Regions from separate parts of the Sus scrofa genome. Here region 2 is linked to region 1. Evidence: chromatin contacts called from public HiChIP or PLAC-seq data. All regions are on one chromosome and are shown on one strand. The core of a region is the stretch at or near the end of the contact, and the rest is flanking DNA. Distances in the headings are between cores, read along the strand shown. Region 1 holds the start of KIAA1191 (KIAA1191 ortholog). Region 2 overlaps LOC102158524 (a long non-coding RNA gene).

What was found. HiChIP or PLAC-seq counts read pairs in DNA pulled down with a chosen protein or histone mark.
Region 2: a contact with region 1 is called in an H3K27ac HiChIP or PLAC-seq map of skeletal muscle. The contact joins the enhancer-like site here to the promoter of KIAA1191 in region 1. A contact is called at or near these places in 9 of 47 Hi-C or Micro-C datasets (embryonic fibroblasts, fetal heart ventricle, fetal skeletal muscle and 4 more) and 1 of 2 datasets of contacts at active chromatin or transcription factors (skeletal muscle).

What each region holds. Positions count from the first base shown.
Region 1 is chr2:81,520,663-81,527,629 of Sscrofa11.1, forward strand. It overlaps KIAA1191 (KIAA1191 ortholog), which reads left to right and starts at 2,914. Exons shown (of 9, transcript NM_001252388.1): 1 at 2,914-3,085; 2 at 4,591-4,703; 3 at 4,948-5,035. The coding sequence starts at 5,008.
Region 2 is chr2:81,632,536-81,639,502 of Sscrofa11.1, forward strand. The region is part of intron 2 of LOC102158524 (a long non-coding RNA gene); the gene reads left to right. Among named protein-coding and RNA genes, the nearest start is that of SIMC1, 22 kb to the left of the region's middle. Within about 2 kb of position 3,601, at least 2 of the 83 cell types and tissues checked have an H3K27ac peak or open chromatin away from gene starts, as enhancers often do. A contact at or near this core is called in skeletal muscle, where this site is marked.

The DNA.
Region 1 (6,967 bases), core at 1,664-4,163:
CTAGAGACCCCAGAAATGCAAATGCCCCACTTACTTCCATCCCAGTGACCAAGCATCAGTCTGCTGATAGGTTGTGAGGATGTTGGCAGGTCCCTCTAGGGAGTGGACCTTTCTGAGGGCTTGGGCTGGCCTGAGAGGACAGATGTCTAGAGGAAGGAGGGTGGGCAGAGTCTTGTCTCACCCTCCTCTCCTCCTCCATGAAGTAGAAATGCAGGATGATTTGGGGCATCCAGGGTGGTTACAAGAGAGCTTCTGGTCAACTCCAATTTCTTTTTTTTTTGGTCTTTTTGCTATTTCCTGGGCTGCTCCCACGGCATATGAAGCTTCCCAGGCTAGGGGTCCAATCGGAGGTGTAGATACCAGCCTACACCAGAGCCACAGCAACTCGGGATCCAAGCCGTGTCTGCAACCTACACCACAGCTCATGGCAACGCCGGATCCTTAACCCACTGAGCAAGGGCAGGGACCAAACCTGCAACCTCATGGTTCCTAATCGGATTCGTTAACCACTGCGCCACAACGGGAACTCCAATTTTTGAGGCTCCAAGTTTATTAAAGTATGAAATGCCCAAGGAGGTGCAAAAAGAAAATTCAGAATCAAAAGTATTTAGAAAAATTAGTTTCCTGGTAAGTGTATGTTGTAAACATACATAAAACAGGCAGCCAGATTCCCTGGTCAGCCACATACACACACCCCTGACAGTTGTCTGCCCCCAGATAAGAACCAACAGTTCAAAAAGACCAGCTTCCCAATGATGCTGCCACCCTTGGGATAAAGTGGCTGTGCACAGAACTGGAAGTGAGCTTGGCTGAGAACCAAAACCAGTGAGTAAAAAAGCACAGAAAAGGCAGTGGAGGGGAACCTCTATTGCTGCAAGATGTCCACTGGAGGAGCTGAGAAAAATGGCCTGAGATCAAATAACTCTGAAGGTGCCCTTCTTGAGCCTTATGGATTCAGCTGCGACTGACTGAATCCTCCTTAGCTATGCAACCAATGTAGTTTACTTACAAAGAAGTTTCCAAAGGAAGTCCAGGCTTTAGAAGAATAAGCTCTCCAAATAAACAAATATGATACCCATTTCACGGAGAAAGCTCTGTTAAGCTTGAGAAGGTTAAACATTTATGGCAATGGGAATGAATCCAACTAGTATCCATGAGGATGTGCGTTCAATTCCTGGCCTCACTCAATTGGTTAAGGATCTGGCATTGCCATGAGCTGTGATGTAGGTCACAGACGAGGCTCAGATCTGGTGTTGTGGTTGTGGTGCAGGCTGGCAGCTGCGGCTCTGATTCAACCCCTAGCCTGGGAACGTCCATATGCCCTGTGTGCTGCCCTAAAAAAAGGCAACAAAACAAACAAAAAAAAAGTTTGTAGCTAGTCTGCTCTTTGGGGAAAACAGAAATTTTCTCACATGGCGACTATTTGCCAACGTCACGCCACAGCTTCAGACATCAGTATTATAAAAGTCAGGGATAAGGAGTTCCTGTTATGGTTCAGCGGGTTAAGAACCCTACTAGTATCCATGAGGATGTGGGTTCAGTCCCTGGCCTTGCTCAGTGGGTTAAGGATCCCTCGTTGCGGTAAGCTGCAGTGTAGGTCGAAGATGTGGTTTGGATCTGGTGTTGCTGTGAGCTGGGGCGTAGGCCGGCAGCTGCAGCTCCTACTCGACCCCTAGCCTGGGAACTTCCATATGCTGCAGGTGGGCCCTAAAAAGACAAAGGAAAAAAAAAATCAGGGATAAAGTAGTCTTAGAGTCATTAACTTCCAGGAAAGTCTTCAGTTTTCATTAATTTGGGGATAAGAACAAAACAAAGTGATCCTGTTTTATGATTTATGTCAGGTTGAAAAATGCTCTTTCTTCCCCTCCTGACTGAGATGTAATGTGCCTTCCTTTTTTTTTTTTTTTTTTAATTAATTTTTCCGCTGTACAGCATGGGGATGCCTTCCTTTTGATGGAGGAGGGCAAGAGTCAGCTTTGCTTTCACAGAGGGTAAAAATTATATAGTATATTTTAGAAGTTCAAAATTTACAAAGTAACACTTTGAACAGAAACAACACAACAACAAAATCACAGGGCAATGTAATTGTGCTATTTATAAACTAATCACAGAATTTAGAAAAGATTCTAATTAACAGTGCACTCAAACAAGGGTCTGGTGATGGCACTCAGGTTTAAAGGTGCATGAGGAAAGCCTCTCAGTTTTGCCAGTGGGCTTGGCCTATGGTCAAACACTGAAATCTAAAAGTCAAATCCAAACCCCACTCCCTACAGCCCTCTTGAGATGTGCCTTGACCACAAGATTTGGACGTAGGGTAGAAATGTGGACAGATTTATTCCTTTACTTCCTCAACTTTGTTGCTTTGTCATATTTGTAAATCCTTTAGGAAAAAAGTCTTCCTTCAGGATGTGACATTTGAGTTGGCACCTCTCCAAGTGTCACTTTCCTAGTGTAAAAGGAAAATGATATTACGACCACGTTACCTAGGGGAGTCAGGTTCGGTTTGCTCCCCCTTTGGGTTCTGCTAATGGTAAACACTGCCTAACTCAGCTGTTCCTGGAAGAGGGTCTCTGCTCACTTCACATCTTTTCAAAGTGTCTTTGAATCTCTCTGAGCCTCAATTTCCCCTCTGTGAAAGGGGTTTGGTCGTGTCACTCCATCTGCCCTCAGTCTGAAACAGACCCGGGCATAGAGTGCTGGTAAAGGGTGCTTTTACTTTGGGAGCTGCTGGGTTCCACACACAGAGCGGAGGCTCCACCATCCAGCCGTGCAGCTAAGACACGGGGCTTTCCCGATTGTGGACTACAACTCCCAGCGTTCCTCGAGACTCACCCCCAACCCCGGCCAAGTATCGCGTGAAATGACGCGACCTCCGGAGGCTTTATCAGGCTGCGGGCTGGTTCCGCAGCCTGAGTTCACTCCCTGCTCAGTGCCTGGGGCCTTTGGTGTCGCCACGGGCACAGTGCCATTCACACCATGGCTTGCGTCTCGACTGCCCCACTTCCTCTCGAGAAACGTGGGTCCTTGGAACATCTTTAGTGTCGGAGCTCGGGCCGCAGGCAGCTCCGCGGCGGCGGCAGAACAGGTAACCAGATGAGCCGGGCCTGGGGCTCTGTCTTTTGCAGGTACGGAGGGGCGTGCCCTGGTCCCTCCACCGAGGTCCGGGTCTTGGGCCTCGCGGCCCCTCTCCCTTCTCCCCTTACCGGGGCTCAGATCTTGGCCAGACCACTGCGTGCCTCTGTCGCCCCGCCTTTTGTGGTCCCCTGTGGGTTTCGCTCTGATACCCAGGCAGCCCCGGCACTTGGCCTAGCCCCGACTTCACCGGGCCAGCCTAGTCCTGGACCCTCGCTCCTCGCCTTCACGTCTGAAGCCTCCTACTTGCCCTGCCCTGGGGAACCTTCGGCGTGGGCCAGGCCCCGACTAATCTGTTTAGTCTTTCTTAGCCTCTCCGGTTGAAGAGGCGGTTGACTCAGCCCAGGCCTTTCACATCCTGGTGTCATTGTCCTGTATCTTGTGAAGGAGAAGTCAGAGCCCTGCGGGGAAGGAGGGGGGAGATTGGCACCGCGAAGTGGAAGGGGAGGTTCGGGGTCAGAATGTTGCCCGAACCTGGAGGGTGGCCAGACTTTGGTTTCTACGATGCCCTTTGATGAAGAACTAACGGATTTTCTGACTGGAGCTCCGTCAGGATAGACGGGGCAGTGTAGCAAGTTGAAAAGCAAGTAAGTTGGCTTTCCTAGGGCTTTGTTTGAATTCCCCTGTAAAATGGGAGTGAAATACCTGTCTTATAAATGGGCCACTTATCTGTAACCTTGGACAAATCACTTCTGCTTTTTTAGTTTACTTCTCTTTAAATTGGGGATAAACAATGCTTGCTTTGCAGGGTCATTGCAAGGGTTAAAACACAAGATAAATGTATAAACTCCTCATTTAAATATCAGTCATCGTTTCAGCAAAGAATGAATTTACCCACTGTGGTACCTAGCCCCTTTCTGTGGGTCAGGTTATTTTGACCCTGAGCCTAACTTTAAAAACAAAATGAGGGAGTTCCCGTTTTGGCTCAGCAGAAATGAACCTGACTAGTACCCATGAAGATGTGGATTCAGTCCCTCGCTCAGTGGGTTAAAGATCTGGCGTTGCCACAAGCTGCGGTGTAGGTTGCAGACTGGGCTCAGATCTGGTGTTCCTGTGGCTGTGGCATAGGCCGGCAGCTGCAGCTTGAATTCAACCTCTAGCCTGGGAACCTCCATATGCTGCACCTGTGGTGCTAAAAAGCAAAAAACAAAACCACCACAATGAGGAGTTCCTGCCATGACACAGTGGGTTAAGGATCCAATATGTCTGTGGCATCATGGATTAGACCCCCAGCTAGGCACAGCGGGTTAAGGATTAGCCTTGCCACAGCTGTGGTGTGGGTCACAGCTGTGGCTCGGATTTTATTCCTGGCCCTGGGAACTTCCATATCGTTTGGGTGTGGCTGAGAAAAAGTGAGTGTAATACCTCTCCCTGGGTTGTTATGGGAAATACATGAAAGTACAGGAAGCTGTTTGACAGAATCTGAAGGGCTGTGCCAATGCTGGTTGTTGTTCTCAGGACCTCTGGAATGGATGGACTCTTCCTGAGCAGCTTGGCTAATTTGCAGCAGCTGGACAATGTTCCTCTTTAATATCTGTCTGTCAGCATAACCATCACATCGTTTCACTTTGGTAAGGTGACCTTTTTACTGTGTATAGTGTCTTTGTCTTATCACAGGTATTAAGATCAGTCACAGGTGTGGTGAGACCTTTGACTTTTTTCTTTTTTCCCCTCCCTTGGCATGTTTGTCACCCTCACTCCTTTATGTGTGTTTCAACCTTGTAAACAAACCATAAAACTCTGTGTGCCTGTCAGAAGAACAGCATTGGAGCTATTTGGTGTTCGCTGTAAGAAAATGCCCTTTATTTTTATTAGGTGGCAGGGACTCACAACTCCGAATTCTGTATAGAAAAGCACCTGGATCCAAGTCTTACAATGGCTTCAAGACAACCAGAAGTGCCTGGTAAACTTAATTCTTTTTTGGTAAAGTTATCTTTTGCCCTTAACGTTTTAAGCTAGGTAGAAACCACTTTTTGCGAACCATATATTAATATGACACCAGGAGAGTATTTAGACTTTAACAGATTGGCATCATTTAAACATCATCTTATTAACCACCCAGCCCAGGTGTGAACCCAAAACCTAACTTGAAAGAACAGTCATTTCATTTAAGGGTGTGACAGATTTGTCACTTTCCTATGTATCAAATAAATAGTCAGAATAAGTTGTGTAGTTCTTGTAGCGAAAGGATTAAACTCCCCCCCCCCCTTTTTTTTTTTTTTTGTGAGGAGCTGGTAGGACGGCAGGAGGAATGAAAGTCTGGGGAAAAGTTTCCAGGCAAATTGAATTTAGTCATGAAAATGCTCATTGCAGCATTTAGTGAGTCCTGGGTCTAGATAGGTGTTAATTTCTGGTTTAGGGAAATCCCTCCTTGGACTGTTAGTGGAAAGGGCCAGTGAGTTTTAAGATCTTTTTAAAAAGATTTAAACATTTAACATTTCAGTTTAAAAAATCAAATCATTCAAGTTTTGATTCTCAGTGAAGTATAGATATAGTGTCCATCTCTCAGGGTTGCTGTGAAGATCAAACATAAAATTCATGAAAATGTGAGGTAAAAGTTAATGATGAATAGGGAAATACTGTCCAGAAAATTTTTTGGTCTCTAATTGTAGGACTGTATTTCCTAGTAAATACCAGCTGGCTTTATTATTGTTAGGAAGGCTATTGGGCTGGCTGTGGGGAGGAGTCCTTAACATATTTTTGAAATTGCTCCCAGTTGAGTGGAGTAACTGAGTCTCCCTCGTCTCCCAGTATGGGTCCGTCTCTAGTCTCTCACTTCATCACCTTGTATTTTGGTTTGTCTTTCATCGTCGTCAGGATGACCACCAACTCCCTGTAAGCATCCTGGCCATGGGGTTGCTTGCATTACGTTAATGCTTGTAGAGTGGGGAGTGTGGGGGTGTTGCATGTAGAGTGTGAACACTGGCTTTGAGGTCTGTCTTCCAGCCCCCACCTCACACTTGCTAGCTCGGTGTCACTTAAGAACCATGCCTATTTGCTGAGCTGGAAAATGGGAAGATTTTCTGTTTAATGGGGATTAGGAAAGATGAGAAATGTAAGTGCCTGGCAAGGAAGGGTACTTGGTAATTATTATTCGCTTGTATGTTTAAGTTGAGGTAATTCACATACCATCAAATCCAGCCATTTAAAGTGAACAGTTTAATGATGTTTAATATATTCACGAGGTTGTGCAGTCATCATCACTGTCTAATTCCAGAATATCACCCTCATCCCAAAAAGGAAACCTTGTCCCTTTAGTCAAGTCCCTCCTCATCCTTCCAGTGGCTCCTCCCTGTCCACCCCTGGCTCTTGGCAAGGACCAGTCCTCTATTTCAGTGGATTTGTTAGTATTTGTTATTAATGTAGTCATGTAGCTGCATAGTCTCCTTGCTGTTTGTTTACACGGGGCTCTTTGCTGGTTTTGGATGTTATTACCACACAGGTTGATGTCTTGGAGGGTGTGATTGTGTAATTATAGAAACAAGAAAATGTCACACTGGAGGCAGGATCTGGACATTAGTTCTGCTATGAAAGGATCAGCAAACAAACAAAGTGAACTTTGCTTCCTTGGTCTGGCAGAGCTGAGAGTGCCCTGAGGTGGGGAACCTGTGTCACACTGGGGCATTCTGCCGGTCCATTCTGGTGGACAGGAATGGCAGGATCAGCTGGCAGTGCTTTGTGAGAATGAGTGTCAGCAGTTTGTGTGATGAAGATTGGCTCTGCTATTTAGTCATGTAGAACACTTGAAACTAGTGATGCCGCTGGGCAGCATATTGTTTTACATATTTCTTGTCATAGTGTTCTTGTTTTCTTTGTCTTTTAAAAATTTTTAAAT
Region 2 (6,967 bases), core at 2,351-4,850, 110 kb after region 1:
AAACAGGGTTGACTGATTTTTGACAAAAGTGCAATGGCAATTTTAAACAAAGAGTGCTGGAACATCCAAAGGCAAAAAAGTGATTATTGTTTACCTACATTTCAAAACAAAACAAACTCTGCCTGGATGACAGAGCCAAGTGTAAAACGTAGAACTGTAAAGTTCTTAGAAGAAAACATAGGAGAAAATTCCTCCTGTTGGCTTAGGCAAATACTTCTTAGTGAGATCCATAAAGAAAAATTAATATATTGAACCCAGTCAGAATTAAAACTTTTGCTCTACAAAGAACCCTATTAAGAGAATAGAAAGGCCGCTCCATATTGGGGCACGTTCCACATAAGGAAAAAGTGCTTATATCTGAAATTTATAAAGAAATCCCAACAATATTTAACCAGATTTTAACAATGAGCAAAATATTTGAACAGACTTTTCACCATGGTGGATATAAGGACAGCAAATAAGCAACTGAAAAGATGTTCAGTGCCATTCGTAATAACTAAAACCACAATGAAGTATCATTATCTACCCATACAATTGGTAAATTAAAAAATACTGACATTGCCAAGTTCCTGATGACCCATGCATAATAACCAGAACTCTCATACATTTCTGGTAGGGCTGCAAAATGGTATTGTCACTTTGGAAAATAGCTTGGTTGTTTCTTAAACAAGTTAAACATGCCTTTATCATATGATTTAGCAATTCCAATTCTAAGGGTTTATCCCAGAGAAATGAAAACCTGTGTTTACACAAAGATTTGTATACATATGTGTAACTCATAATGCTCAAAAAAAAAGAAAGAAAAAGGAAGCCACTCAAATGTCTGTCTGTAGGTGAATGGATAAACAAACTGTGAAGTACTACTCAGCAATAGAGGAATGAACTATGGCTGCAAACAACAACATGAATGCAGTTCAGATATGATATTGTAAGTGAAAGAACCCTGTCTCAAAAGGTCACATAATATTTCATTTATATGATAGTCTAGAAAAGGAAAAAATGCAGGCACTGAGAACAGATCAGTGGTTGCCAGGAGTTAGGGTTGGGGGTTTGAATATAAAGGTTCAAAGGAATTTGTCCCCTGGTTGGAATTATTCTATGTTCTATATATGGTGGTGGTTATAATAATGCATGCATGTTTAAAATCTTAGAGAGCAATACATGGAAAAAGACAAATTTTACTTTTTGTGATTAAAAAAAAAAAAAAAAGCCTTCCTGGCTGGGTTGTTATTGGCTTTCAATAGAGTATAAGCTGTCTGATTCCTAAGGGATTCTCATCAAATAGTAACTGCTGTTACTGTTTTTTCTGGGAGTGTGGGATAGGGGTTCAGCACAGGCTCTTAGCATGTGTTGAGGTCCTGTGCTGCCACCTCCTGGCATGTGAGCTCCCTGCACCTTAGTGTTCTCTGTAAAATGGGGTAGTGAGCATTGAGTTATTAAGCAGAAAATAAGTTAATATAGGCAAATACTTCATGAATGTATACTTTTATTATTAACATCATTGGTTTCTCTCTGTTGATTTCCAAAAAAGGCAATCTGGGGAATGTGTAGATGATTCCGTGACTTTATGGTGGATTGCCATCTCAAAAGCCTCTGCTGGCATTTGCCTTTGCCAATCAAGATGGCAAACACGACAGCAGTCAGAAAGCAGAAACTGTGAAATTGTTTGGATATCCTAATTATGCTGGGTAGGAAGACTTGGCATAGGGAGAAGGGCCTGGCAGAGAGAGGCCTTCCTTTGTGTAATTAGTCTGGTCTCTTCTCTTGAAGTTGGTGGGCATCTTAAGTATTTGCAAATGGACTGCCTGAGTGTCTTTTCAAGCAGCAGAAAATTGTGGACTTCCTATTTCCCCAGCGTGAAGGAGGCCCCTCTTTTGAGAATGATGGTATAGAGTTATTGTGGGCTGATTGGCTAGCTGTTGCAGGCCAATCAACTAGGCTTTGGTTGAGGACCTCTTGAAATTCTATCTCAGGGCTTGGAGAGAGAGGGGTTTTGTTAGTGTCTATAACCTTTCCTTAGGAGTGACTTTGTTAGGCTTGCTACAGCTTGGCTATATCAAAATTCAGTGGTGTGGGTAGGGATAAATATGGAGTTTTTAATATCTAATTTTAATTTTAAAATGAAAAATTTAATATACAAAAATCTAAAAATATAGTATGTAAATATATATGCATATATACATACATATATATAATTTTGAGAATTCAGCATTTAATGAAAGTGGATCCAAGTCTAGGAGTTCTAAAATTGTTATTACAGGGAGATTTTATGGTTTTGCATTTTTTTTTTTTTTGTCTTTTTTGTCTTTTGTCTTTTGTTGTTGTTGTTGTTGCTATTTCTTGGGCCGCTCCCGCGGCATATGGAGGTTCCCAGGCCAGGGGTCGAATTGGAGCTGTAGCCACCGGCCTACACCAGAGCCACAGCAATGTGGGATCCGAGCCGCGTCTGCAACCTACACCACAGCTCACGGCAACGCTGGATCGTTAACCCACTGAGCAAGGGCAGGGACTGAACCCGCAACCTCATGGTTCCTAGTCGGATTCGTTAACCACTGCGCCACGACGGGAACTCCTGGTTTTGTCTTCTTTTTTAAAATACCTTTTAAGGGAGTTCCCGTCGTGGCGCAGTGGTTAACGAATCCGACTAGGAACCATGAGGTTGCGGGTTCGGTCCCTGCCCTTGCTCAGTGGGTTAACGATCCAGCGTTGCCGTGAGCTGTGGTGTAGGTTGCAGACGCGGCTCGGATCCCACATTGCTGTGGCTCTGGTGTAGGCCGGTGGCTACAGCTCCAATTCGACCCCTGGCCTGGGAACCTCCATATGCCGCGGGAGCGGCCCAAGAAATAGCAACAACAACAACAACAACAACAACAAAAGACAAAAGACAAAAAAAAAAAAAAAAGAAAAAAAAAAAAAAGAAGACAAAACCAAAACATTCATAAGAGAAGCTTCTAGAAATTCTTGAGAAGGCAGGTAAAACAAACAAACAAAATCATCCATAATCACAGCTCTATGTGATAACCATTACATTTTGGTGCATATCTTTTCATAGCTTTTTCTGTACTCATATGTGCATATAAAATATATATTAGTTTGTTTTATCATCATAGAAATCTTTGGGGGCATAGACAAAGCAAGTATGACATGATAAATCATGCACAGTATTCAATAGAGTTGTTAGCAATATTGTAGGCCAAATGTAAGCAAAAAGCCAGTAACGGTTAATAGACTATTTTCATTTATTAGGTGTGCCTTCTGTGCCTGGTGCTGTAACAAGCATTTTATAGAAGCTGCTACTCAGTTGTCACCACAGATCTCTCTCAGACTGGGTTACCATTGTTTTAGGGCTTCAGGGAAATTAAGTAACTCAAGGTTACTCAATGACAGTACTCAGATCCAGATTTGTCTAAAAGCCTATATGCCTTCTATTGTAGCAGGCTAGTCTGTCTCTGCAAGTGTTGCTTCTCATTTTACAGATTGACATGGCTCTGAGAAGTTGACTCTTGGCCAAGGTTAGGGAGGGATGGAGCCATGTGTTCATTCTCAGAGGACTAACTTGCACCTTCCTGGGAATAGCCAGCTCCCACTTTCCCTGAAGGATGTTGCAAACCAGCTTGCTGCCACTTTGTGCTGGCAGGATATTGCTGTTCAGATGCCTGGGGGACACTTAAGGTTTCAGTGAAAGGTCAGCGAGAGTAAACTTGGATGAATTTGCAAGCATCTGTCATTTAATGGCTGCTTGTGGCTCCACTTCTGTGAACATCCCCTTGGCATTGTGATAAAATGGAAAAGGTTTGTTCCAGGCATTATTTGACCTAGTGACAGCCCCTCCCCGTCATTATGGATATTTTGTGTGTGTATGTGTTTAAGGCCGAATTTCCCAAGGCTAGGGGTCCAATCAGACCCACAGCTGTCAGCTTACAGCCACAGCAATGCCAGATCCGAGGTGTGTCTGAGACCCTACACCGCAGCTCATGGCAATGCCAGATTCTCAACCCACCAAGCGAGACTAGGAATTGAACCTGCGTCCTCATGGGTACTAGTTGGGTTCATTATTGCTGAACCATGATGGGAACTCCTATGGATTCTTTTACTTTCTCCTCTGGATATGTGAAAAGTAAAAGTAGCAAACATTGCCACTTATCACTGAAACAAGAGGAGGTTCATTACTTTTAACTAAGGGTAACAGTAGCAATAGGAAAATTATTAATACCCACACCAGTGAAGAGGCTGCCAGTTTGTGGCAGCCTCAGCTGACTATCAAGGTCATGTTCCACTACCTTTTTTCCTTTGGCACACAGTCCTAGACAGCTTATTCTCCAGCCCCTGGGAACAGCTAAGAAAGAGGGTTATTTCCTTGTACTGTTGATGGGAATGTAAATTGGTACAACCACTATGGAGGACAGTATGGAACTTCCATAAAAAATGAAAAACAGAGTTACCATATGACCCAGAAGTCCCATTCCTGGGCATGTATCTGGAGAAAGCTCTGATTTGAAAAGATACATGTACCCTAGTATTCATAGCACTATTTACAATAGCCAAGACATGGAAGTGACCTAAATGTTCATCAATAGATGGATGGATAATGAAGCTGTGGTGTATATATGCAACGGAATATTACTCAGCCATAAAAAGAAGGAAATAATGCCATTTGCAGCAGCATGGATGGACCTAGAGATTACCATTCTAAGTAAAGTATGCCAGAGAGACAGATAAATATTATATCTATCACTTATTTGTGGAATCTAAAATATGATACAAATGAACTTATTTACAGAACAGAAAGTGACTCACAGACATGGAAAATAAACTTATGATCACCAAAAGGGAAAGCTGGGTAAGGTGATAAATTAGGAGTTTGAGATTAGCAGCTACAAACTACTATATATAAAATAAACAACAAGGTACTACTGTATAACCCAAGGAACTACATTCAATGTCTTGTAATAAACCATAATGGAAAAGAATATGAAAAAATAATATATATACCGAGATAACTGAATCACTTTGTTCTATACCAAAAACTAATACAATATTGTAAATCAACTATACTTAGATAAGTGATAGTGATGCATCTGACACGGCACCTGACACACAGGAGATGGTCATATATCCCTTCCGTGGGAGGAGGAGCAGCTTCTAACATGAGCCCAGGCTGCCCACAGAGACAGGCCATCAGTCCGCCAGCTTTCTCGGCTCCATGTGCCTAAGCTGAGCGAGCTGCGTTCATCATTCCGGGAGAAGGCGCTGTGCAGGGAGGAGACTTATCCATCACAGCCCGAGCGTGGTGGGAGGTCCAGAGGAGAGATGTGAGGGCTGCTTTTTTTTTCCCAGGATGGATGGCACACTTGGGAACAAGTGGAGTGAAAGTCAGGGCTGTGCATGCACGTGGGAAGGAGGGGCAGGAGGAGGTAAGCTCTTGTTAGCTGAGCTTGCTGGAAAGGGCCTGGATGGAGAGGAGGTGGACTCAGAGTCCCTGGAGCATGTGAATGTGTAACCTCGCCTGGTAGAAATGACATCGGATGTGTGATTAAATTAATGTTCTGGAAATGGGAAAACTATCCTGGATTATTCAGATGGGTCCAGTGTAATAATAAGGGTCCTCATAAGAGGGAGGCAGGAGGATGAGAGAGAGAAAATGGAAATGTGATGTTGGATCTAGAGGGTTAAGTGACACACTTGGAAGATGCAGGAAGGGATCAAGAGCCGGGGAATAAAGCGGACCCAAGAAGCTAGAAAAGGCAAGAAAAGAAATCCCTTTCTGGGCTGCCAGAAGGAACAAAGCCCTGCCAATACCTTGATTTTAGCTTTTAGCCTCCAGACTATAAAATAATATATTCGTGTTGTTGTTTTTTTTTTTTTTTTGTCTTTTGTCTTTTTGTTGTTGTCGTTGTTGTTGTTGTTGCTATTTCTTGGGCCGCTCCCGCGGCATATGGAGGTTCCCAGGCCAGGGGTCGAATTGGAGCTGTAGCCACTGGCCTACACCAGAGCCACAGCAACGCGGGATCCGAGCCACGTCTGCAACCTACACCACAGCTCACGGCAACGCTGGGTCGTTAACCCACTGAGCAAGGGCAGGGACCGAACCCGCAACCTCATGGTTCCTAGTCGGATTCGTTAACCACTGCGCCACGACGGGAACTCCCAGATTCGTGTTGTTTAAAGCCACTTGGTTGTGGTAATTTCAGGAGCAATAGGAAAATAATATACATGCCACACAGTTAATTGGCTCTTCATGTATTCTTCAAGTTGTACAGCCATTACCACAATCAATTTTAGGACATTTTATCACTGTCCCCCTTAAAGAAGATTATCCCCACCAGTGGTCACTCCTCTTTTCTCTGTATACTCACTCATGTGCCTTTGGGTAAGTTTCCTTACTTGTGTGAGCCTGTTTCCTTAGAGGTAAATGGAATACTGCCCAATTCCAAAGGATGTTGTAAGAATTCACTGAGAAAATGGGTATAAAGTGCCACGTGTAAGCTCAGTGCCTGCAGTCAGCATTCAGTGGGTTGGTTTTATTATTTTTAAAAGTATCCATGAGGAGGCTATTCAGAAGTGTAAGAGAGAACTGAAGGAACTGTGGCCAGTGGTTGAGGGGGTAGAGAGGAGAGGATCTGGTTTCTCTCAGATGATCCTTCCTCCTTGGAGAAGTTTTACTTTTCTGGCACTTGGAATTCCATTAAAGTCTGCTTGCTGGTCCCTGTCTGATCACTAGAGGGCAGTAGAGCCAAGCACACACATAGAAGGGGGCTTCCCGGGAAGATTATTCAGTTGTTATTTGTGGTCTGAAGCCTAATTGTGTATTTGCTCTGCACTGTCTCCTCCCTCCTTGCTCTGCGTACTTGCTGACATTTTTTTCCAAACATTTCACATCTCAGGGCACCCCTGAGTTCCTGTTTATCTATGGCCTGGGATTAGACATGACTAAAACCTCTTACTTTCAATGACAGCTGTGTTTATT